Linked DNA regions of Mus musculus: all the other regions are linked to region 4. The links are chromatin contacts, called in public Hi-C, HiChIP or PLAC-seq and promoter capture Hi-C maps. All regions are on one chromosome and are shown on one strand. The core of a region is the stretch at or near the end of the contact, and the rest is flanking DNA. Distances in the headings are between cores, read along the strand shown. Region 1 holds the start of Smbd1 (somatomedin B domain containing 1). Region 2 holds the start of Pcyt1a (phosphate cytidylyltransferase 1, choline, alpha isoform). Region 3 has its middle 21 kb from the start of Zdhhc19. Region 4 overlaps Tnk2 (tyrosine kinase, non-receptor, 2).

Region 1 (4,586 bases), core at 1,709-4,208, 160 kb after region 4:
AGCCACACCAAGCACATTTAGGATACAAGTGATGTCTGAGTAAGTGGGTTACCTGATCAGATCAGTGAGTGGGTTCTAGCCATCAGAAGGTGGCGTATCTGACCAGAAATAAATAATATTGATTGACTAAATGAAATGAGAACAAACACAGGGTCTCTTTGACCTCTCAAATAGGGGTCAGCTCAGTTCTCCTCACCTGCCTTCTGGTTTGGAATCACAGGGCCCAGCCACAGCAGGAGGAGAAAGGCAAACCACATGGCTTCAGGCTCAATAGATGCAGAAGTGCTTCAGGGATCAAGGTCCAGCTCCAATAGCTACTCACTGGAGAGCACTTGTCCAGTGTCTCCACACAGAGGAGGAGCCAGGTGACACCTGGTGATTGGCAAGGGGGTGGCACCGTGGCTGTGTGGCACAGGTGTTTCAGCTGCTGGGATTGACTTAGCCAAACAGAGGTAATTTTTATATCTTTTTATACCCACGCTCTGGGAAGAATCTGAAATGCCAAAGTGGCAGAGGGCCTCCGTGCGTATCTGACCTTCCCATTTTATAGACAAGGACACTGAGGCCTGGGAAGACAAAGGATACTTTGGACTCACACAGTTTAATATGGAGAGCTGAGGTGACAGCGCTGGTCCCCCAGCTCCCTGTCCAGTGCTGTCCCAATCAAAATGAGAGATATAGTAAGAGTGGTCCCATCAGCTACAGCAATGAGCGGGGCACCTCAGTTCCCTTGCAGAGACCCTGCGCCTGGCAGAACTGTTACAGTTCTGACATAAAGCTGAAGGTTGAGGCAAAGTCATCTCAAGGTTAAGGGATAAAGAAATTTTCCCTTAGCTCCTATTTAAAAATGCAAAGAATCGACTCTGTTGGGCATTCAGAAATGACTATGATTTGAAATTGGTTACGTCTTTGGCCCAAACAGGTTCTAATCAATCCCTGAATGCATCAGAGGCTCTGCTTTTGAAGGGATGGTGGGTGCCTAAGACAGAGAATAGCCACTCCTAACCCCACCCTGTGACCTTCCACTGGAAGCTGGTGAAAACACTCACCCTAAATCTGGGCCACACCTGGCAGCAGCCCTCGGAAAAGATCACGGACAAAGCAGGGGTTTGGGGTTTTTGGTTTGGTTTGGTTTTTTGCCTGCCTACCCTCATTCTTGCTGGCAAGTTCATCTATCCTGCTGCTGAGACATTCTTTCTCTATTAGAGCCCACTTCTTTGGGACCCCATCACAGGGTGAAGACCAGCTGAGACAGCCAGCCTCATGGATGGAACAACTGCCGGATTCTTGGCCTTTCCATCAGGCAACAGCCAATGCTGGACTAGCCAGACCAGAGCCTGTGTGCCATTTTAATAGATCCCATTTTAATATACATAAATTCTACCAGTTCTGTTTCTCTAGAGAACTCTGATATAACACCCCATTTCTCTCTGGCATTTTTACTTATGCTTTTTAAATTTATATTTTAGCTATCATAGGGGAGGGGGCACGCATACACACACGCATTTGGATGCCAAAAGACTAGTTTTGAGAATCAGCTCGCTCCTTCCATCATGGGTTCTGAGGCTCAAACTCAGGTTGTTAGGCTCACAAAGTGAGCACTTTATCCTCTGAGTGTCCTCACCTGCCCCTTCCTACCTTTATTAGATTTTTTTGTTTGTTTATGTGGCAACAACAATCACCAGGTAAAGACATGCAGATAAAGCAAATGGCGGTATGCTGAGCCTGACAGGACAGAAGGATGGAAGGAGCCTGGGCCGCAAAGGAATCACTATGTAAGCAAACCAGAGGCATCAATTGGTGTGCTTCCCCTGGGGCTCTTGAAATGTTAGGAAAACAAACTGTCTTTTGTCTGGTGTCTTGGTAGGGTTCCTGCAATGTGTAGCTGGAAGCATAATGGTATAATAATAATCTTTAAAAGTGCAGAAGCTGGGATGGAAAACTGGCTCTCAGGGAGCCAGTGGCCAAGAAGGCTATGATTTAGCGAGACCCGCTCTCTAAACTAGCTAATAAAATAGAAGAGATCTGTCTTCTCACAGCCCCAGAGGTCAAAGTCATACACCATGTGTCAGCAGGGCTCACTCCATTATTCTAGATTTGTTTTTAGAAACAAATTCCTTGGGACTTTCTACATAACCGTGACATCTGCAAACACAGATCTATCTCATTTCCTTTTCCCACCTTTTTAGAGTGGCTAGAACTTGTTTCACTGTGATGAGTTAAAGTGTTGAGAGTGGACAGCTTTCCTTTAGTCCTACTATTGGGGAGAAAGCATGCGGCTTAAGTATAATGGGAGCTGCAGGCATAATACTCATATTCCAGTGAGCTCATCGACTTCTCAGGGCCTTGGGTTGGGTTACATGAAGAGACACTTTTTTTCCTTTTAAAGACGAGGTTTCTCTGTGTATGTAGCCCTGGCTGTCCTAGAACTCACTCTGTAGACCAGGCTAGCTTTGAACTCACAGAGATCTGGCTGCCTCTGGTGTCTTGCCTCCACTAGTTCTGGGATTAAAGGTGTGCACCACCACTGCCTGGCTAGAAGGGAAATTTTTTTAAAGATTTATTTTATTTTATGTATATAAGTGCACTGTAGCTGTCTTCAGACACACCAGAAGAAGGCATCAGATCCCATTACAGGTGGTTGTGAGCCACCATGTGGTTGCTGGGATTTGAACTCTGGACCTCTGAAAGAGCAGTCAGTGCTCTTAACCCCTGAGCCATCTTTCCAGCCCTAGAAGGGGATTTTTTTTTTCTTCTCTCAGAGGTCTATGGGTGTCGCCCTGATGACTTCAACGGGGAGGGGGGGGTGTTTCCATGTAGTAGAAGCAAAGACTTAGGTGTGGCTTGTCTAGATGATTTGACTATCTCTTCACCCATCTTGCGGGGATGCCTCCCTTGAGAGCCCAAGGGGAGGAAGAGAGAGAAAACAAGTTGGGTATAACATCTGCAATACCAGCAGATGGCGCCACCAGCACAGGACAGTGTCCTTCCTCTCTAAGAGAAACTGCTTGCTGCATCGCTACTTCAAATATTTCTCAGGCATCCAGAAGGGCCACACTGCGAAGAGTCCACTCGGGTTACCCCTCCAGATGGCACAGGGACCCTCGGGCCTACGTATTTCTAAGGAAGTGGGAATAGGAAGGAAGTAGTATTTGGCTTAATTGAGGGTAGCAGATGTTCAGAAGTTGGCAGAACGTGCAGTCATTGTTTTGGAGGTGTTTGGCCATTAAAGAGGAAATAACTTGGAGGAAAGTAAACTTAAGAGATAAATATTTTTAAAATATTTATTTATTCCGACTTTTAATTAATAAATGTTTGGTGGCTGAATGTATGTGCATCCCACATATGCAGGGCCTGTAGGGGCCGGAAGAGGGCGATAGATTCCCCGAACTGGAGTTAGAGTAATTTTGAGCTGCCACGTGTGTGTTGGGAACTGACCTCAGGTCCTCTTCAAGAACAGTGAACGCTCTTAACTGTGGAACCATCTCTCTAGCCCCAGTCTGGATTTTTAAAATGGAAAAAAAAAACGTGTCAACACTTTATTATTAGTGCCTCTACTCTCGGTGAGAAGTTAAACACACAAGAAATGGCCACAAGAGATGAAGCCAAATTCTCCCAGGAGAGCACTTCATTTTCTGTGCACATTGGTCTATGGAATATTTTTGTTTGGTTTATTTGTTTGTTTATAAAATAGGGTCTGGCTATGTAGTTTGTGCTGGCCTGGAACTCAGAATCTAGTCTCAGCCTCTGGGGTGCTGGGATTACAAATTGCACCACCACACCCAGCTGGCTGGGTGGGGTCGCCTTCCAGTCTATTTGGCTTTTTAGCACAATCCACAGAGGCTTCTGCATCCTAGCCCCTGCAATTTAGCGACAAGGTAGAAGAATAGAGATGTGGCCTGGCACAGAGGAGCTCTGGCAGAGTGAGGAGGGCATCTGTTCTGGATGCCACCATTTCTTTGTGATGTGGGGTAAATGAAAGGATCCGTGGAGTGGCAGTTAGGAAAGGTTTGGGGTGGTCCCTGTTAAGAATGGAAAAGTGGGGGACTGGAGAGACAGCTCAGCATTTAAAATTGCATTTGGCTCCTGTTTGGTCCCAGTGCCCACAATGGTACTCAAACTACTAGTAACTGTAGCTTTAAAGGATGCTATGCCTCTGCCACTGGCACACACGCGTGCATATTGCTTCCCACCCCTCACAGAGTGCACACATACTTTAAAATAATAAAAAGGAATCTTTTTAAAAGAACAGAAAAGTGAACCTTCTAGAGACAGTAGACAGTAGCTTTGGCCTGAAACCTAATGTGAGAGACCATGATTTAAAAAGAGATTATTCCACATCTGTGAGCGTCCTTCCGCAGCACGGAAAGTGAAATTGGGAAGTTCCAGAAGATGTCACCAGGGATAGCGTAGACATGGGGAAGTGGGATGGAATGGCAGGAACTGACTGGGCGGTGTGCAAGGAGCTGGACTTCAGGTCACAGGGATTGAGGTGAAAGATCTTTTCAGAGTGGCCACCTTCACCGCCTTGAACGCTGGGTGTGGCTGGGCGCCCCTTGGCAGCGGCAGGTGAAGGAGGCTCGCGC
Region 2 (4,899 bases), core at 112-2,611, 220 kb before region 4:
CTACCTTTGTGATGCCCATCTTCCCCAGAGAGGCCCTTGGTGTCTCCTCCAGCTACGAAGTCCTTTTTTGGGGGCATTTTATCTGCCAAGTCCAAATACCTATTTGAACTTAAGTGTGTGTGCTAGCTTTTAATCATTTTTCTCCTTAGAAGCACCTCAGCAGATGCACAAGTTCACCCATCCTCTTTCCTCTCAGTTATCTTCAAGTAAAAAATGCAAACAAATACATAAAAGTCTACCCCCACCCCCCCCATCTTTCTCCTGTAGAGTTTTCTTCCCACTTGCCTTACAGCTACAGAATTGCACAGGGTGTGGCGGCTAATGACCGCACTCTAGAGTCTGAGGCAGGAGGTCCACTGCAAATTCAAGGCCGGCATGGGACAAATAGTAAGGTCCAGGCCAGTCTCGGCAACAGTAAAGGCCATGTCTGATAGTTACTTTTAATTCCCCTCAAAAAGTCTGGAGAGAGAGTTCAGTGGTTAAGAGTTAAAAGCACTTACTGTTCAATTAAGACTAGAATTAGCCCGGCAGTGGTGGTGCACGCCTTTAATCCCAGCACTGGGGAGGCACAGGCAGGTGGATTTCTGAGTTCGAGGCCAGCCTGGTCTACAGAGTGAGTTCCAGGACAGCCAGGGCTACACAGAGAAACCCTGTCTCGAAAAAACGAAAAAAAAAAAAACAAAAAACAAAAAACAAAAAACCAAAAAACCAAAAAAAACAAAACCCACTAGAGTTCAGGTCCCAGCACCCAGGTATTCACAAAGGCCCGTTAACTCTAGCTCCAAGACATGTCACCCCATTTATGGCCTCCGTGGACACACAAAATCTTAGAAGTGTGTTGTGTGTGTGTGTGTGTGGGGGGGGGGGACTCGGCCAAACAAAATCCCCCAAAAGCTCACCGTAGGAAGTTCGTTCCCTAGACTACAGCCTCCTTGTCTGTGCATTTTTGCCCTCGCCTCTACTCCTGCTCCACTACTTCCCGGGTCGATTTCTAGGCTCGTTTTCTGATGAGTCAACCCAGGTCCGAATAACTGGCAGACAGAGGATGAGCTCAGACCCGAGCTCGCCTGACCGAGCCGGCGGGCTCGAAGTCCTCGGGGAGGTCGGACATCGGAGCCCCAGCCCTGCGGAGAAGGCGAGGGGCAGCGGGCGCAGGGGACGCCGGGAGACCGGCGGCAGGAGGCGCCACACATCCGGAATTCCGAGCCCGCCGACCCCGCGCCTGCCTCCAGCGCTTCGGCTCAGTCACCCCACGCGCCCGGCCCCTCTGGAAGCGGAACTACTCTGTCAGGTTGTGGTTTTCAGGAATGCGGAGGTGGCATTGACAAGAGGGCGGGCGGGAGGCGGGACTTCCGGTCCGCAGTCCGGTCAGATGTTTCCCGGGCGTCTCCCCGCAACCCATTTGACTTCGCTAGTCGGTGACGCGGCGCGGGGAAGGGATCCGAGGGGGACCGGAGCCTGGAGGAGTTGAGGTAAGGAAACTCCGGGTAGTGGGTGCTTTGCGAGGACAAAGGCGGGCTGGGAGCGTGAGGGGGCTGCGACTGAAGAGTGGGCCAGTGACAGCTAGGGAAAGTGTGAAGCAGGAGGCTACTGTGACCGAGGTACAATGACAGCCAAGAGGACTGTGACCCAGGGGTGGCCGCTTGTGAGGGGTCTGTGACCCCCGGAGCAGTAAATGCGAGGGACTCTGACCTCGGAGAGCACGAGGCAGAGGCTGCGACGGGACCATGACCGAGTAAGTATGCAGCAGTGACTACCCGGGGACTGACTGATCGATGGATAGTGACTGAGGGGATTGATCCGAGGGACCATGAAGCAGCGGCTGCGAGGGCGCGCTCACCGACAAGCAGCGACTTTGAGGGCTGACTTGGAGGAGAATGTAAGATCAGGAATTGGGGGTGGTGCTTTGCACTTGTGTTTGTGTACAAAGTGTGAGTGAATGAGCGAGGGACCCACCCGGCACAGGTCTTACGAAGAAACCGCACTGGTGTGAGACCAGACCAGAGTTTGAATTTTACGGGCAAACTTCCGTGGGTGAGAAACTTAGTTCACCACTGAGCTAGTGTCTTCGTCAGTAAGCGGAAAGTTCAGAGTTGGATTATGCCACCCAACTCTGAGTCCCAGTTTACTATTGGGCTGTGAAGACAGTTTAGTTGGATGGCAACTAACTAAATACAGACAACTGGTCTACAATAGAAATCCCCGCTGTGTTCACATAGTAAGGATTTATAAAATAGGTTTCAGGTGTGTTTGCAATGATGCTATAAAGTTAGCTTCCTACATCTTACTACGTATGCAGTAAACGAGCTAAAGTTTGAAAACTGGGTGTGGTGATACACAACTAGAATTCAGACACCCAGGAGGCTGAGACAAGTATTTTCAGTTGGGCTTAAAAATTTTGGTGGACTTAAAGTGTTTTGGTTTTGTTTCTTTGCTCTTGCTTGTGAGTTTGTTTCTTCAAGTCAAGGTGTCTCTATGTAGCCCTGGTTGTCCTGGAACTCCCTCTGTAGACCGGGCTGGCCTTGAACTCAGAGATCTGCCTATTTCTGCCTCACCAGTGCTGGCTCTGAGGCATTAATACAGGATCTCACTATGTATAGCCACTGACCTGGAACCATCTAGACCAGGGTGGCCTTGAACTCACAGAGACTCCTGGCCTCTGCCTCAAGATTAAAGGTGCATGCCACCATGTCTAGCTTTTTGCTGTTGTTGCTTTTTTAGTTTGAGAAGTAGTGGGTTTGGATTATTTGAGGTTTTTCTTTCTGTAATGATTCTATGATTAAGGAACTGCAGAGAAGTAAGTGTAGAGTGAGTTAGGAACTGGGACCTGTGCTGGCCACAGGCTCCAACAGATGGCCTTAACTGGAGAAAGCTATTTGACCGTAATCAAGATAGCTAGTTATGATTGAGGACTAAAACACAATTTTTGTTGGGAGAGCCAAAAGCTATATTGAAATAGGGATGGTGATAGTTATAGAAGCAATAAGGATATAGGCGTTTGTTGTGGAGAAACTGCCAGGAATAGGCATTGAGGAAGGAGAAACTTTGAGGATAACACAGTTTAAGAGCAAAACTGCAAACCCAGAAAACAGTTTGCTAAGAATAAAATAGAAGTAGGGAGAGATAGATCTTCATATTCTATTCAATCTTTATGGTTGGAGAGTCTACAAGTAAATAGGATTGCTATTAAAAAGGTATTGGGTCAGGTGTGGTACCAAATGTCTTTTATTCCAGCACTTGGGAGGTACAGATAGGGATATCTCTGAGCTCAAGGCCAGCCTCAACTGCAAGTGGAGTATCAGGACAGCCAGGATTGCATAGAAAGACTTTGTCTAAAAAAAATTAAAAAAAAAAAGATACTGGGATAGGGCATGGTAGAACATACCTTTAAAGACCAGCCTGCTCTCCATAGTAAGCTTCAGGACAGTCAGGAGAGAGAGAGAGAGAGAGAGAGAGAGAGAGAGAGAGAGAGAGAGAGAGAGAGAGAGAGAGAGAGAATGAATGAGAATGAATATCTCAAAACAAAACAATGGTAACAGGAATTTGAAAGCTAGCTGTGGTTGTATATATCCTATCATTTGAGAAGTTGAGGCTGGAGGATGGTGAATCCTAGGTTAGCCTGGGCTGTTTTAACTTCACTACAGTGTATTAATCTGGTTACCTACCTAATAGCCACCCTTCTCACTGTACACTTTACAATAGGGAATGAAGAGTCAGAAAGGTTCTTAAGTGGAAATTGCTGAGGGTTTGGAGGACTATTCTGGCCTGACCAGTTACACCTTTAGGACTAATGCTTATGTACTTGACACATATTTTACACAACCAGAAGGAACTAGAAGAGAACCTGCTTCAACTTCACTTCTCTAGGGAATTGGCTAGTTTTTCGCTTGTGCTTGTTTGTTTTTGTTTTTAATTTGGGGTTTAAACCAAGGCTGATTTGCCGATTTCTTTCAAAGCAAGCTAGCAAAATGGCTGGGTATGATGGTACAGGCTTGTACGTTCAGCAGCTGGGTGGTAAAGGCATGAGGATCACAAGTTCACGGCCATCCTTGAACTCTTTCCTTGGCTGCATAGAGAGTTTGAGGCCAGCCTCAGTGAGAACCAGTATGGTGACTTTATTGAGAGAGAATGAGCTTATGATTTCTCCTTGTATAAATATGGAGAGTTTGTCGTTCTTGAGGACCTCCTCATAAGGAACATGGTCTCACTGGGTTCCAGGCTGCTTTTCCTGATGTTAACACTAACTCACTCTGATTATGGGAAGGATTATTTCTTTTCTTTTCCAACATAATATTTTTATTTGTTATTTGGGAGTTTCACATAATGAACGCCATCACGTTCACATCCCAGTCTTCCCAATCCAACTGCTACCCTTGTGACCTCCCTGAGAAAAAGGATAGAAAAAAAGGTCAGCTTTGTGTTACCCATAGACTCACTGGAGCATGGTCAAACAACCAGTAGGATTATTCCATATACTTATTTTAGGTTTAGATTTCCTAAATAATTGAATTATTGTTGTTTATGTTTTGAATTTCACTTTCTAGGTAGGTGTACAGCAGGGCATCCTCCCACCCCCACCCCACCTCACTCCTTCTGGTTAACTGTCAGAACCACAAGTTAAAAACTGTATTCGTTTGAGGCTTTCTTCGTTTGAACTAGGGTGAGTGCCAGCGAACGAGGGGAGCCCTCTCCTTCTGGTCTGCAAAGCTGTTACATCACAGCCACAGCTGTTTACTAACCGCTCTTGACACGAGGGCTGCTAAAAATAGGGACATGGGGTTTGCTCTATACTTGAGAAATGAGAAGTGTATGACTCTTAAGAAAGGGGTGGGTTTGGTTTTGTATTTGAGATCTACCTTGAATGTGATTATTTGCTTACTTTATGGTCACAGAACAGGG
Region 3 (5,023 bases), core at 422-2,921, 130 kb before region 4:
TATAAATGCTCACACACACCACACAAATACACACACAACATATACACACAAGTCACACATACATACACACACACAGAACACACACATGTACACACTCCACACAGAACACACACACACACCACACACATATCACATAGACACACACACACTTACATACATACCACACAGACCCACACATACTCATACAAACATGCTACATAGACACACCACACATATACCATGAAGACACACTCACACTAATACACACTCCATTTCACACACACACACACACACACACACACACACGCACACACTAAATAGTAACAAGTATATTGTCTCCTCAAGTAAAGATGTTAAAAACAAAACAACCTGGGGCCTGAACCGAACAGTGGGAAGAAGAGTCCATTTCTCATTCACGCAGCAAACACTGAGCGGCCATGGTGTGTCCAGGAGACAAGGACAAAGGGAAGTTTTAAAAAAGAATGCACTTATTTATAGTATGATCAAATGCTATTATGAAGTTACGTGTGTAGGGGCCACAGAGAAGGCTCGGTGGTTAAGAGCACCCGGCTGCTCTAGCAGGGGACCTAGGTTTGGTCCCAGCACTTACATGTTGGCTCATAACCATCTATAACTCCAGTTTCCAGAGGTCAGGTGGCCTCTTCTGATCTCTGCAGGCACCAGGCACACCTGTGGTGCACACATAAATACACACACACACATACACAGACAGATAGCCATATACATAAAAAAAAAAATAAACCTTTTAAGTAAAAAAAAAAAATTACATGCTGATTTTTAGAAGACTGGAGGGGACTGGAGAGATGGCTCAGCAGTTAAGAGCACTGGCTGCTCTTCCGAAGGACCAGGTTCAATTCTCAGCACCCACATGGCAGCACACAACTGTAACTCCAGTTCCAGGCGATCTGACACCCTCTCTCACAAAAGTAGGAAGATCACGGATGTACACTAAATAAGTAAATAAAATTATTTTAAAAACTGGAAGCAAATTGATCAAATATGGTGTCAGGAGTTTCCTATGTAAGGGGATTGATTCTAGCTGTGGTCAGGGGGTGTCAGGACACCTGATTTTCAGGCTAGCTTTCCCTCTGCCTTGCCGGGTGACTATGAAAAATGTTCTTCTTCCACACACAGAACAGCTCAGATATTACCTGAAAATAATCGGGACCAGATGCTTATGGGCAGTTTTATTGGCACAGCTGTTGCTGCCCACCCCTGTGCAGGCCCAGCCACCTAAGCCCTCAACACAGCCTGGGCCCCTCTCCCAACCCGGGAGGAAGCAGCCCCCACACTCCCTCCCCCTCAGCTGTGGGCTCTGATCTCAAATTAGATTTTTTTTTTTTTCTCTTTGCCTGGGTCTGAATCACGAAAAGCTGCTTACACCGCCTACACTGCCAGGCAGCTGCAACCTCAGGAACAAAGAGGCTTCAGGCAGAGCGGTTGCCTGGACAGCCACTCCAGCCCTGAAGCTTCAATAGGGAAAGGAGGGGACCAAATAGGCTTGTATAATGGCAGGACACAGCGGCATGTGTGTCGCAGGTCCCTCCTTATACCAGGTCCCCACAGCTCCCTGGGTGGGTGACAATGATCGCATATTACAAGGAGGTTGTAGCACGGGAGGCTCAGTCCTTAGAACACTGGCTCAGGGCGGAAGCCGCTCCCTCTGCCTCAAAGTAGGATGGGCCAGGCTCTCCCCAAGGCTGAGGAGCGGGGTGGGGTGGGGTGGGGTGTGTCTTCCACCTGCCAATCACAGCTGCATCTTAATCCCCATCCCTGTCTACACTACCCTGTGATGGCAGGAGTTTAAACCCATTTCAGATCGAGTTCATGGGAAGCCTGCTTCTCCCCTGAGGAAAATGCGCCAGCAGAATTGACTCTCTTTGTTCTCAGGCCTCCGTCCTGCCAGCCCCCATGCCCTCCTCCTCAGACAGATCCAGAACCTTCTGTGATCTTTCAGTTCCGGCTGTAACTCGGGTTTAAGCGACCTCCTCAGTGGATAGGACATAAACCGTTGTGTGTGCCCCACCCCAAGTCCCCATCCCCGCGCCCTCTCTCTGACTCGACCCCAGCCACCTGCTGCTGTTTCCTACTTGGTCAACTGAGTTCACCCCTTTCCCTCAGCCTACACTTCACTTCTGCCCCCTTTATATTTCCTTAATTCCCCAAGCAGAAGAAATTATGTCTGTTCTTCCATCTGACTTTAGGTTGTCAGTTAAACACTCAAGAAAAACATGAGTCTTTCTTCTTTTTTCTTTTGTTGTTGTTGTGTTTGTTTTGGTTTTGTCTGTCTGTTTGTTTTAAGACAGGGTTTCTCTGGGTAACCCTGGCTGTCCTAGCTCCCTCTGTAGAGCAGACTAGCCTTAAACTCACAGAGATCCACCTGCCTCTGCCTCCTGAGTGCTGGGATTAAAGGTGTGTACCACCACCATCCTGCAAGAAATTTCTTATCATTTCTGTAAGTTTCCTCTCCTTGTTCACATGTATCGTGGTCTTGTTTTCAGGTTAGAGGGCTTGCCTAGCACAAATGAGGTCCTGGAGACAGAGACAGAGAGAGAAAGAGAGAAGAGAGAGAGAGAGAGAGAAAGAAGAAGAAGAGGAGGAGGAGGAGGGAGGAGGGACTGCAAAGGAAAGAACCCCTGAGTCACTGTGTGGAGTACCCCAAGCACCTAAATACAGCACATGCCCTGGGGAAATGTGCTCTGACTGCAGCATGGAATACACGAAAATTGAAAGTTGTGCCCGGCCTCCATCCTTAGAGTATTCAAGTCATCCTTGGGTATTATGGCGCACGCCTTTAATCAGGAGGCAGAGGCAGGTAAATCTCTGTGGGTTTGAGGCCAGCCTGATCTACAGAGCAAGTCCAGGACATCCAGGGTTATTACACAGAGAAACTCTGTCTCAAAAAAACCAGAAGAAGAAAAAAGAATATTCAAATTATATCAGGTAGCTGTCTTTTATTTATTTATTTATTTATTTATTTAGAGACAGCATTTCATTGTAGATGGCGATGGCCTGGAACTCACAGAAATCCTGGTGTCTCAGCCCATGACACAGGTTGGAATTACAAGTGTGAGCCGCTATACCTGGCTTTCGTAACTTTCTTACCTGCCGTGAGACTGCAGTGCAGTAAGCTGTGGGGACGTGCTGTTGTGTAATAGATACCATTAAGTACCTGACGCTGCCCCTCCCTCCAGTCTTAGCCACCTCAGTGAGCTAGGGGACCAGTTACACCCCGGCCTGCCTTAATCCTAGGCAACTGTGAACAATCAAAGGTGTCCTGTGCTGTAGTGAAAGGCACACAGTCAGGGAATTGTTACATGGGGGGGGCCTCACTGCATCTCTTCATTAATCTGGATCTGAAGAGGTAAAATCCTGCCCCGATTGATCCTGTATCCTCAACCCTCCAGCAGAACCAAGGACTGTGTGCTGACAGAGCCAGGCCCGCCTGTGCACACTGCTCTAGGACTTTGACCAGGGAAGCAAACCTCAGGTGTAGACTGGCAGGTGATGTGCGCCACCTAGAAGTGACATCCTAACCCCACCCTCCCAGAATGAGCTAAAGTCTCACTTCACATTAGACCGTTGTCCTTCAATGGTTGCCCTCATCCTGGACCTCCAGGATGGCTTGGAACATCCCCGTGACACCCACTTCCAAGGCCTGCAGCTTTAGCACAAAGTCAAGCAACTCATGAGGGCCTTTCATGAGTCACAATGTGACAACCCAGCAGGTCCTTCCCCAGGGACCTCATATTTCCATTGTTTATCAATGGAATGTCAATGAATTGTTTATCAAGTGAATGTTAAAAATGAATGTTGGTAGTTCAAAAGCTTGACCTCCCCTTGAGCTGAAGGATTTGGAGACTGATTTCTTTTTGTTTTAGATCATGTTTGTGGTGTGTGTGTGTGTGTGTGTGTGTGTGTGTGTGTGTGTGTGTTGTGTGCATGCATGCGTGTGTTGTGTTTTGTGTATTGTATATATGTTGTTTTTGTAGTGTATGTGTGTTGTAGTCAGGGTCTCACTGAGCTTGCTGGTTAGGTCAGCCTGGCTGACTAGCAGGCCTCATGGAACCTGTCTCTGCCCTCCCCTGGTACTAGACTACAGATACAGGACACGGTGCTCAGCTTTTACGTGAGTTCTGGGAATCCAACCTTAGCTCCTCATGTCCACGTAGCAAGCACTTTACCCACTGAGCCATCTCCCCAGCCAGGACACAGGTTTGTCTTTGATGAATTTGCTTAAAAGTGGCAAGAGGGGCCGGGTGTGGTGGCACACGCCTTTAATCCCAGCACTCGGGAGGCAGAGGCAAGCAGATTTCTGAGTTCGAGGCCAGCCTGGTCTACAGAGTGACTTCCAGGACAGCAAGGGCTACACAGAGAAACCCTGTCTCGAAAAACAACAACAACAACAACAAAAAAGTGACAAGAGAGGGTGCCTATGTTCATCAGATTGCACGTGGACTATACTCTTCAACACAGTCATTATTTTCCACAGACTGAGATGATTTCAAGTTGACTGATCCACAGATGCCCAGGGAAGTGACGGTGCATGCGATGTCCTGGTGTACGATCCTCAACAGAAACTTGAGTGACTACGTTTGGGAGGCCGTGCTCCCTCCCACTGCTCCCAACAGCCCCTGAGGGCAGGTGCTATGTCTCACAGAACATTAAAGGGACCCAGAGATGACTTGCCTAAGGTCACTGTCTTCAGGGTTGGCTATGACCCAGGCAGGATGATGGGTCTAGAGAATAATGTCCACCAACCAGTTGCCAGTCCCTGGCCCAGCAGTTGACCCTCCTCTCTGAGGTGAGTTGTGCAGAGACTTAGGCCAGATCTCTAACTGAGAAAGTTTGCTGACCTCTGACTGGGTGTCGGGTGCCTATTGTGGGGCAGATAGAAGACTGGGGTTGGGGCATAGTGAAAAGGAACCAGGAAGAAACAGAAAGACAGGCAGAGAACTAAGCTCACTCCTACGTGGATCTCCCAGGCGATGCTGGCACCTAGTCTGATAGGCTAAGAATCTGA
Region 4 (4,453 bases), core at 1,570-4,069:
GAGAATGGATACCTCAGTGTTGATCCCTGAGGGAAACACTTTAAGTCCTTCACTGTCAAGCATGCTGTAGCTTGTAGGTATTTCATGTACAAATGCATCGGCTGGAAAACTCTCCTCATCTGCCTGTTGATGAGAGGTGTTTGTTTGTTCTTTGTTTTCTGTGACAGGGTTTCTCTGTGTAGCCCTGCTGTCCTGGAAGTCGATTTGTAGACCAGATTGGCTTCAAACTCAGAGATCTACCTACCTCTGCCTCCTGAGTACTGGGGTTAATCAGTATATGGTTGGTTGTTGGACTTGAGGCTTTGTGTCGGTCAGTGGAATTTCTGTTTTGATCTGTTAACATGAATTACATAATAGTATATAAATATGTACCACTTGTAAGTAATTTGTTAACTTTTGTTTTTGTTTTTGTTTTTGTTTTTGTTTTGAGGTTGGGCATCTACAACCCAGACTGGCCTTGAACTTGCTAAATAGCTTAGGCTAGTCTTGGAATCTGCATAGCCTCCTGCCTCAGCCCCTGCTTCCCTAGTGCTGGGATTATAGGTCTGCACTCCACGCCTGGGTTGCTAAGCTCTTTTGTGGAGTCAGGCATAGTGTTGCATGTTGGTAGCCCTGGCACTCAGAATGGAGGCAAGAGGGCTGGGCACTCAGAGTGTGCATCTTTTACTTTCTGTAGTTTACTGTCAAGTGATGTTAGAGTAAGAACCTGAAATGATATGCCATCATTTCTCCTCTCTTTGAACCAGTTATATTACAAAACCCATACCACACTGGCACTGGTTCGTTTAAATAAGAACCTTAACTTCTAAGCTACAATGAGTAATAATAAAAATAATAATCTCAATAGTTACTGCTGAGAGCGAGCAAGCACTCTCCTGGAGTGGTAAGTGCTCAGCACCATTTTCTTCCTACCCCCTGGGTGGTCCTTCCCCAGTCTTGTCAGTTTCTTCACGTGCTGAGAGCCATGCTCAGCAGATTCCTGAGGGGACCTTTGGCAGAGATCTCTGGGGCTGCTTCTTTTCTAGTGCTCTGAATTGTAAGCACTGTACCTTCCCTGGGGTTTCAGCTCCGTCTTCTCAACTTAGGACATTTTTTCCCCTCTTTCGTCTTGGAAAGCTAGCTGCCCCTTATTCTCTTTCTTCTTAGATTTTATTTATTTTTGTGTGCATTGCATGAGTGTTTTGGCAGCATGGATGTATATGTACCACATATGTGCCTGGTGCCCAACAGGGGCCAGAAGGAGGTGCCTGATCCCCTGGAACTAAAATTGCAGACAGTTGTGAGTTGCTGTGTGGATGTAGGGAACTTGACCCAGGTTCTCTGGAAGAGTGGCCAGTGCTCTTAAGTGCTAAGCCATTTTTTTTTGTTTGTTTTTGTTTTTCGAGACAGGATTTCTCTTTATAGCCCTGGCTGTCCTGGAACTCACTTTGTAGACCAGGCTGGCCTTGAACTCAGAAATCCACCTGCCGGGCTAGCAAGATGGCTCAGTGGTTAAGAGCGCTGACTGCTCTTCCGAAAGTCCTGAGTTCAAATCCCAGCAACCACATGGTGGCTCACAACCATCTATAACGAAATCTGATGCCCTCTTCTGAAGTGTCTGAAGGCAGCTACAGTGTACTTTCATATAATAAATAAATGAATCTTAAAAAAAAAAAAAGAAAAAAGAAATCCACCTGCCTCTGCCTCCACCATTGCCCGGTTGCTAAGCCATTTTTTTTAACCCCACCCCCCCTTTTTTTTTTTTTTTAAAGATTTATTTATTACATGTAAGTACACTGTAGCTGTCTTCAGACACACCAGAAGAGGGCGTCAGATCTCGTTACAGATGGTTGTGAGCCACCATGTGGTTGCTGGGATTTGAACTCTGGACCTTCGGAAGAGCAGTCGGGTGCTCTTACCCACTGAGCCATCTCACCAGCCCAACCCCACCCCCTTTTACAAGAGGATTTAATTAAAAAAAAATTTTTTTTTTTTGAGACAGGGGCCTTACTTTGTATACCTGATTGGCCTGATATTCACTTTATAGACCAGGCTAGCCTTGAACTCACAGAGATCCACCTGACCCTGCTTCCCAAGTGTCAGGATTAAAGGTGTGCAGCACTATTCATGACTTTTAGGTTTTTTTTTTTTTTTTTTTTTAACTCATTTGACACAGTTACACAAAGAAAAATGTACTCCAACTCCATAATAGAACCATATTACTAAACACACAGCAGGGGCTAAAAAGCAGAACTGTAGAGCAGGTTCCAGGATTCAATGCAAAAATACCCTGGGCAGAAAGGTTTCAGGCTTCTAACCAAATCAGATCAGTATTAAACAGACTTCATTTTTCCTTTTCTCTCTTTCTTCCTTCCTTCCTTTTAATTTTTTTTTTTTTTTTTTTTTTGATATAAGGTTTCTTTGTATACCCCTGACTGTCCTGGAACTTACTCTGTTGTTCAGGCTGGCCTCAAATTCAGAAATCTGCCTGCCTCTGCTGGGATTAAAGGCATGACAGACTCTTTTCTTTCTTGACAGGGGTCTCCCTATGATGTAATCAGCGGTCAGGAGATACAGCTCATCATGGGGCTGGGGAAGGTATGGTGGCAGGCAGCTCCTTCCATGGTAGCAGGGCTGTATGGTATGGCTCACTTCTCATTTCAGGAAGCAGAGAATACCTGTGCTGGAGTCTGGGCTGTAAATCCCCCGTTCCCCCAGCTAGCCCCATCTGAAGTTCCCACAGATTACCAAAACAGCATCACTAGCTGGGGACCGTATACCAGAACACTTGAGCCTGTGGGCCATTTCCTGTTCAAACCATACTTCCTCCTCTTGATGGTTTTGGTAGCACACATCCTGTGTAGCTTCCTGAAGAGGAAGCCTTTGATAGTACCCATAGCAGGCTATGCTTAGTTGGTGGTTACATGAATAGAGAGATCTAGGTCAGAAACTGCTTCCCTTCCAAGTCTTGAGGGTGTGAGCCATTGTGTTTCAGGTTTCATAGTTTGCACTTACTTACATGAGTTATTTTATCATTGTGATAAGGACATAAGGAAATCAGCTTGAGGGAGGAAACGCTTGGAGAGATGGCTTCGGTCTGGGCTTGGATAGCTCCATGGCTTTTGGGCCTATGGTGAGGCAGTCTGTAGCTGCAGAAGGGCATGGCAGGGCAATGCTTGGAACTTCCTGGAGGTAGGAAGTTAGACAGGAAGGGGCAGGTGTCAAAAGCACGTCCTTAGTGACCTGTTTCCTTTTGCCAGATCCATCCATGGCTTGCTAATGGCCTCAGATCGTGACTCAATCAAATAATTGATTCATTGACCAGGTCAGACACCTCATGATCCAGTCACTCTCGGTAACACCAAAATGCCATTGACCACGCCTTGACCATGAGCCTTTCTGAGAACACTTCCTATCCAAACCATCAGAGTGTTGAGTGTTGAAGTTTAAAGTCCTTTGCTGCATGAAGAGCTGTTGAAACTATACTGTCCCATTAGCTAATCTATAGCTCCCTAAAAGATGTCTCCTTCCCAGAGAGCCTCGACTCACTGAAACTTAAAAGTCACGTTTAAAAGAAGATTGTGTTTTGAAAGGTCGGGCTGAGTATGGGAATCTAGCAAGGGAAAATTCTCAGAATAAATTCCTTCTCCACTCATGTTAATGAGACTTGGGATTTAGAACGATCTGAACAGTGAGTAGGTCTACAAGCTGATGTTGATTTTCGTGATGTGAAGATGTATTTTTTAATGGATTGGCTAGGCCAGGAAAAACGACTGCAACAATTAGAGGTTTGTCTAGAGCTGTGGTTCTCAGCCCAAGTTCAGATCCATCTAAAGAGGCTTCAGGACTGATTAGACCAATTTGATTAGAATCATACGGAATGGAGTCCAATGTTGACATTTTCAAAATGCCTAGATGATTTCAATGCTCAGCTGGATAAAGAACTAAGAGCTAAGAGATCCTTGTTTTCAGATGGTATTTTATGGACCAGTGACCACAGCATCTCTCAAGAGCTTGTTGTAAATTCAGACTCTTGGACTCAGCCTTTATCTTTGAATTCAGAATCTGCATTTGTGGCTTGTGTGTACATTAGGTTTAAAAGACAGTGGCCAGTGGAGCATAGTGGTGCACGCCTTTAATCTCAGTGCTTGGGAGGCAGAGGCAGAGCAGTCTCTGAGTTCGAGGCCAGCCTGGTCTACAAAGAGAGTTCCAGGACAGTCAGGGCTACACAGAGAAACCCTGTCTTGAAAACAACAACAACAACAATAACAACAAAACAGTAGCCTGTACTTAGAAATGCCTGCTGTGAGCCTGCCTGCTATTTGGGGTGGATATGGATGTTTTCTCCTTTGTCTGCTCTCTGTGTGTGTATGTGTGTGTGTGTGTGTGTCAGTATACATGATTTGTCTGTGAATGTGGATGTTCACATGCTTTGCACATGTAGTTCATGTGTGAAGAGTAAGGGACAACCCTA

What was found. Hi-C and Micro-C count contacts between places; a contact is called where the count stands out from the background. HiChIP or PLAC-seq counts read pairs in DNA pulled down with a chosen protein or histone mark. Capture Hi-C pulls out chosen DNA fragments and counts their contacts.
Region 1: a contact with region 4 is called in a promoter capture Hi-C map of adipose tissue. The contact joins two enhancer-like sites. A contact is called at or near these places in 1 of 39 promoter capture datasets (liver), 1 of 15 datasets of contacts at CTCF or cohesin (the NIH/3T3 cell line), 2 of 484 Hi-C or Micro-C datasets (adipose-derived mesenchymal stem cells and stem cell-derived neural progenitor cells), 4 of 115 datasets of contacts at active chromatin or transcription factors (embryonic stem cells and pancreatic cancer cells) and 3 of 9 other capture datasets (adipose tissue, liver and pancreatic islet).
Region 2: a contact with region 4 is called in a Hi-C map of natural killer cells, with 5 times the contacts expected there. The contact joins the promoter of Pcyt1a here to the enhancer-like site in region 4. A contact is called at or near these places in 2 of 39 promoter capture datasets (neutrophils and pre-B cells), 5 of 484 Hi-C or Micro-C datasets (CD4 T cells, embryonic stem cells, memory CD8 T cells and 1 more), 7 of 115 datasets of contacts at active chromatin or transcription factors (CD8 T cells, double positive thymocytes, effector CD8 T cells and 4 more) and 2 of 9 other capture datasets (adipose tissue and liver).
Region 3: an H3K4me3 HiChIP or PLAC-seq map of the 230-238 cell line shows a contact between it and region 4, with 31 read pairs. The contact joins two enhancer-like sites. A contact is called at or near these places in 13 of 39 promoter capture datasets (the HPC-7 cell line, cranial neural crest, embryonic stem cells and 8 more), 3 of 15 datasets of contacts at CTCF or cohesin (the G1E-ER4 cell line, embryonic stem cells and thymocytes), 12 of 484 Hi-C or Micro-C datasets (the G1E-ER4 cell line, bone marrow-derived macrophages, cardiomyocytes and 3 more), 31 of 115 datasets of contacts at active chromatin or transcription factors (the 230-238 cell line, CD8 T cells, the HPC-7 cell line and 14 more) and 4 of 9 other capture datasets (adipose tissue, liver, macrophages and 1 more).

The regions. Positions count from the first base shown.
Region 1 is chr16:32,810,178-32,814,763 of GRCm38.p6, forward strand. It overlaps Smbd1 (somatomedin B domain containing 1), which reads right to left and starts at 269. Exons shown (of 4, transcript NM_001256309.1): 1 at 197-269. The coding sequence starts at 257. Within about 2 kb of position 2,959, at least 56 of the 459 cell types and tissues checked have an H3K27ac peak or open chromatin away from gene starts, as enhancers often do. A contact at or near this core is called in adipose tissue and pancreatic cancer cells, where this site is marked.
Region 2 is chr16:32,429,560-32,434,458 of GRCm38.p6, forward strand. Pcyt1a (phosphate cytidylyltransferase 1, choline, alpha isoform) reads left to right here and starts at 1,362. Exons shown (of 9, transcript NM_009981.4): 1 at 1,362-1,472.
Region 3 is chr16:32,514,825-32,519,847 of GRCm38.p6, forward strand. No RefSeq gene overlaps it. Among named protein-coding and RNA genes, the nearest start is that of Zdhhc19, 21 kb to the left of the region's middle. Within about 2 kb of position 1,672, at least 224 of the 459 cell types and tissues checked have an H3K27ac peak or open chromatin away from gene starts, as enhancers often do. A contact at or near this core is called in the 230-238 cell line, CD8 T cells, the G1E-ER4 cell line and 4 more, where this site is marked.
Region 4 is chr16:32,648,387-32,652,839 of GRCm38.p6, forward strand. The region is part of intron 1 of Tnk2 (tyrosine kinase, non-receptor, 2); the gene reads left to right. Among named protein-coding and RNA genes, the nearest start is that of Tnk2, 6.0 kb to the left of the region's middle. Within about 2 kb of position 2,820, at least 114 of the 459 cell types and tissues checked have an H3K27ac peak or open chromatin away from gene starts, as enhancers often do. A contact at or near this core is called in the 230-238 cell line, CD8 T cells, the G1E-ER4 cell line and 9 more, where this site is marked.